2 separate regions of the Zea mays genome follow, and region 1 is linked to region 2. The links are chromatin contacts, called in public Hi-C maps. All regions are on one chromosome and are shown on one strand. The core of a region is the stretch at or near the end of the contact, and the rest is flanking DNA. Distances in the headings are between cores, read along the strand shown. Region 1 holds the start of LOC100278572 (serine/threonine-protein kinase CTR1). Region 2 holds the start of LOC100282231.

Evidence for each region. A called contact is a pair of places that touch in the nucleus more often than the background predicts.
Region 1: a contact with region 2 is called in a Hi-C map of endosperm, with 3 times the contacts expected there. The contact joins the promoter of LOC100278572 here to the promoter of LOC100282231 in region 2. A contact is called at or near these places in 2 of 25 Hi-C or Micro-C datasets (endosperm and tassel).

The regions. Positions count from the first base shown.
Region 1 is chr2:170,129,476-170,132,175 of Zm-B73-REFERENCE-NAM-5.0, forward strand. It overlaps LOC100278572 (serine/threonine-protein kinase CTR1), which reads left to right and starts at 1,253. Exons shown (of 17, transcript XM_034059670.2): 1 at 1,253-2,086; 2 at 2,476-2,700. The coding sequence starts at 1,628.
Region 2 is chr2:169,854,852-169,857,597 of Zm-B73-REFERENCE-NAM-5.0, forward strand. It overlaps LOC100282231, which reads left to right and starts at 1,384. Exons shown (of 9, transcript NM_001412096.1): 1 at 1,384-1,742. The coding sequence starts at 1,709.

The DNA.
Region 1 (2,700 bases), core at 3-2,502, 270 kb after region 2:
ATACTGAGCAACATCAACTTCAATATGGTTGGTATCAATTAGACCAACCAATCAATAAACCCATCGAACGAATAAACGGACCAAGAGGTCGACACAATCGGTACCGACCACATGATGCCCACCCGTTAGACTAATCATGATTGGTGGGGAGGCATCGTCACTCTGGTTGCCCGGTTGAGCTCGAAATGTCTAGCCAAGGCTAGGGATGACAACGAAACTCGTGGGTGTAGGGTTTACAAACTCGTAACTGCGAGGTTAATACCAAATATGTACATGCACACACTACCCGCGATGGGTACAATATCCTACCAATACTCGCTACCCGCGGGTATACCCATAGGCACATAAATGCACATATTTTAACCTACTAGAAAAATACATTGCCCTATCGGACGCTCTACCATTCACATATATCGTGTATAATGCATGCAATTGAATATACATGCATATTCAACTATCATACAACTCTTTTTGTGTTTTTTGAATATACACGGGGATGGATGGATCTTGGATCCCAGGCTGCTCCCAGTACCAGGGGCCAGGGCGATCGGACAATGACAATGACGAACATGGATAGACATGTCAACAGTCCAACAAAAACTGACCTCTGAATTAATGACAATGCTATTCCCGATCATCTGATTATCAGTTTTATCCTTTAATCAACTACATTTGATTTTTTCCTTGCGCTAATATTTTGATCCAACACACATGCTGCCTTTTGTCTTGGTACACAGAAGTTGATGCTCCGAGGTACCAACAATAGGATAATCTAGAATAGCATTGTCATTAATTCAAAGGTTAGTTTCTGTTGGGATGTTGGCATGTCTAGCCTTGTTCGCCATTGTCATTGTCAGGTCGCCCTGCCCCTTGGAACTGGGAGCGTCCTGGTACGCAGAAGTTGATGCTCCGAGGTGGGCTCGCGAGTTATACTAAATTAATTAATCTACAAAATAGTAATGGATATTGAATACTTCTATAATAGTATGATTGTTTCTTAGCTTTTGATGATGGATTTATGTAATTTTATAATTTAGATTAATTATAATATTGAATGATGATTGTATATTCCATATTTATATATTTTTAAATATTTATAATATAATAATATTTATCGGTTACGGCTCCCGAACCTTATTCTTAGCTCATAGCCTCATACAATGCCGAGCTGACCGAGCAGGCTCGTTTTCGGCCATGACTGCGCTGACCTTAACTCTGTAAATAGCCATGCCCATGCAGGCCGTCTCTGGCGGCGGGCGGTCTGGTTCGTTTTCTCGGCTGCTGTTTGTCACTCTGTGTGGCCACTGCTCCTATCCGCAGCCACGCGCGTTGTCGCCTCCACGGCCCACGCGGACACGCCCACCGCTCGAAGCAGCGTAGCGACTAGCGAGCATTCGCACAGCGGCTCTCTTTCCTCGCGCAGTCGCGCTAGACAAGCGGCTGCCTCCTTGCAAGTTGCTACTGCTACCCTCACCCTACTACCGACGAGACGTCGACGGCGACTTGGTCTAAGCCCCGCCCACCCGCCAATTGCCACCAAAAACTAACCGCCTGCTCTTTCAGGGGAGCGGACCCGGACGACGAGCCACGCCGACGCTAGGGTTTGGTTTCGCCGGCCTGCCCGGCCATGGACCTGCCCCCGGGCGCCGGCCGTCGCACCACCTACTCCCTCCTCCCACAGTTCCCCGACGACGCCGCCGCACCTGCTCCCGCCCCCGCCAACATCCTGCAGCGCCAGTCCAGCGGCAGCAGCTACGGCGCCGGCAGCTCTATCTCCACCTCCAGCGACTACCCATTCCACTTACAACCCCCCGCCTCGGCCGCGGGGGTCGCGCCGCCCGGATCGGCAGCGGCGCCTCCCGGGGCGGCTGGCTCGCCCTGCAAGAGCTGGGCGCAGCAGGCCGAGGAGACCTACCAGCTGCAGCTCGCGCTCGCGCTCCGCCTCTGCGCCGATGCTGCGTGCGCTGCCGACCCGGGCTTCCTCGACCCAGGCGATTCAGGAAGCGGGAGGGGCAGCGGTAACGGGAGAGCCTTCCCGCTCGCGCAGCCCGCGCCCTCTGCGGAGTCGCTCTCGCATCGCTTCTGGGTACTCTCAGCATACCTTCCCTTCCTTTGTGTTTCTCTCTTTATGAGAAATCCAAATTTCAGAATGCTGCAACATGGTCAGTTGGTCACAAACTGTGCTGAACAAACCATTAATTAACCTGCAAACAAAAGCCTTAGGTTCAGTTACTTGACTTGGTAGATCATACTGCAGTTCATGCTTACCACATCTTATGTTTGGATTGCAGCTGGACTCGTGTAAAATGAAATCATACAGTATGTCAGTGTATCAAACACCACCAAAGATACATTTATATATGTGCAATTGGAATTCTATGTACTACCTATTGAGACAAATCTTATTGTTGTATTTGTGTTGTTTGTAGCCGTCCTGTATTTCGCTTTCATGCTTGGTTCCTAATGCCTTTTTAGGTAAATGGTTCGCTATCATACAACAGCACAATACCAGATGGATTTTACTTGATTCATGGGATGGACCCCTTTGTATGGTCACTATGCACTGATGTACAGGAAGAGAACCACATACCCTCCATGGAATCACTCAAGTCTGTCCGTCCTGATGATCCTTCCATTCAAGCCATTCTTATCGATCGAAGAACTGATTTTGAATTAGGTATGTTGGAGAGTTATGCTTCC
Region 2 (2,746 bases), core at 134-2,633:
ATACTAGTGTGTTCTTGTGTGAAGCAGTGAAGGTAGGATGTATGATACACATGAGATGTTTACTGTGTGTTTCCTTCTTGCACATGAGATGTTTTCCTTGCATCATGTATTCATCTTCCTTATTGACTTACTGTGTGTCCTCCTTTTTAATAGATGCCTGAACCTGAAGACATATTGGACAAGGGTATGGAATCAGTGGGCACTGGCACTCTAGAAAATGATGGGACACAAACACAACCATCACAATCACAAGGGGCTACTGACCAAGAGGTGGTTGACCTTGACAAAGATTGTGCACAACATGAAAGGAAGAAGATGGCACCAAGATCAGATGTGTGGAACCATTTCACCAAGATCCCGTGATGTGCTTGCTATTCCTATCTCAACAGTGGCTGCGGAGTCCGCTTTTAGCACGAGTGGACATATCTTAGATGACTTTGGTACATCGCTAACTCCTTTCATGCTGGAGGCACTTGTATGTACCCAAGACGGGTTGAGAAGGACTACTCCAATCAACATCCAAGAGAATATAGAGGAATTAGCCATGATTGAAGCAGATATAGTCAATATTCACCATTGTAGTGTAATCCATGTAATTGTTATATTAACTACATATTTGACTAGTTGAATTCATTTTATAATAGATTTAATTGAAGAATTTGGTGGGAAAGGGAAAGAAAATCCTACCACTTCCAAGTCTCAAGCTACACCAAGCAGCAGTAGATGCCCTTCCTCTAAATCTGATGAAAGACCTGCTACTTAAGGTTTGAAAGCACTTATGTTTTACTTTATCCTTAAGTTCTTTGTGTAGTCACAGCCTCACAGGTATCCTTTGTTCATGCAGAATTTGCAGATGTTGTGTTGCTTACTGTTTGAGTGTGTGTTACTTAAGGATATCCTATCCTGTTCCTATGTTGCTGCAACCAAACCACATGTATTGAATGCTATGGTGTATGGTTTATAGAGGATTGGAGGCTGCAACTTACAAGATCACAAAAAGCCCAAGAATTTGTGAACATGTTTGTGAATCTGTCCTAATCTAGCTGCCTTGATGGCTATAAGCATGTAAGCCTGTAACCTGTAATGCTGTTTATAGCCTTGTAGATGTTTGTGAACATGTTGTTTGCAGTTTGCATATTGTCCTTGTAACCTTGATGGCTGTAATGCAGTTTACAGTTTACTTGTTGCCTGTAAATCAGGTAACTGTAAATTATCCAAACCCGAATCCATTTTTTACCCGAATTTTCGGGTACCCGAAAAAAATCAGATCAATTTTGGGGTTACCTATTGAATATCCGAATTATTTAAAACCCGAACAACTCGATCCGAAATTTCGGATACACCCCAATGCCCAGTCGTATATATCACACCTCGTGTGCAGCTGTGCTTGGCCAGTTGGCCACATGCCTTGCCTTGCCTTTGCCTACCTGTTGATCGAGCCGAGCGAGCAGGGAGAGACACGGCACCGAGTGAGGCCGCCGCATCCTCCTCCTCTCCGATCCGTACGTTTCCTCCTCCCTAGCAATCGCAACCCGTTCAGCCAATCATTGCCGTCTCCACCAACTCCGTTCCCCTATTACCTAGTTAGTCCAGTCCGCCTGCTGCCTGCCTCAACGGATCGACGCGACAGGAGGGAGGGAGGAAGGAGACGGTCGATCAGAGTCTGAGACGGAGGCCGATCCACCACCGCAGCGACGAGCGGGAGGAGATGAAGATCATCATTGACACGGATCCCGGCATCGGTGCGCACCCCTCTCCTCTCTCTTTTCTCGCTACTACGCAACACTCCTTCAGATTCAGATTGTGCTAGGTCGACGGCTCGACGCTTGGTTCCTTCGCGCTTCCTTATTTGATTTTTTTTACTTTGATGATGACCCTTGGACACTTGGACCAGTTCTGGTTTGTGTGGATTCTCACCTCTGCTGCCACTCGGAAATTGCTAACGGAGCATTCGAGATGGGTTGCAAAAGTTCTTCACCGCTCCTTTCCCACTGAATTACTTAGGGCATGTTCGTTTAATGTGGAACGGTTTAATTAGAACTGTTTCAGCTAGCCTTCAGCTAGAATAGTTATAAGCTTATTTGTACTAATATTGATTAGCTGGAATCGTTCTTGGCCTCAATCCGGACCTCAATTATCTGCATAGGATCATATTTGTAAAGTTGTCTACCAGGTTGAAAATGACGCACGCGCCCAGCGTGCGCACCAAACTTGCCTTCTCGCATCGCATACCGCCATACCGGAACGCGAAGCCAGGCAGGTCCACTGGCAGTACCGTGAGGTCCACGTGGGATGAAGGCAGAGACGGGCAAAACTGATACTCCTATTTCATTGTTCCTCTCTTTGCTTCAAAGCTAGAAATGAATATTTTATTTGGCGTGGCGTGGTGTCTACCCTACCAGCGAATTTGATAAGAAATAAAATGTCCTTGAATAAATCATCTCACTGTTTTCCGCGTTCACCAGCAAATCCAAACCATTTTCAGTGTCCGGTAGCCATCTTTGTCACTTTTTTATGTCCGCATTGCACATACACGCAGCACTTTCCGCGGGGCCAAAAGAGTCTTCTTCTTTTTCCTTTTCGAATACATAGTAATGGAGCATCCCCACTGTAGTCTTTGCAGGACCAAAAGCTCCTCCTCTTTTTTCTCTCTCTCTCTTCTTTGAATACATAATAATAGAGGGACAAAAGATGTCACTCTTTCTTAAAAGAGGTCTCCAAGCGCATTTGAAACTTTGGCGATATC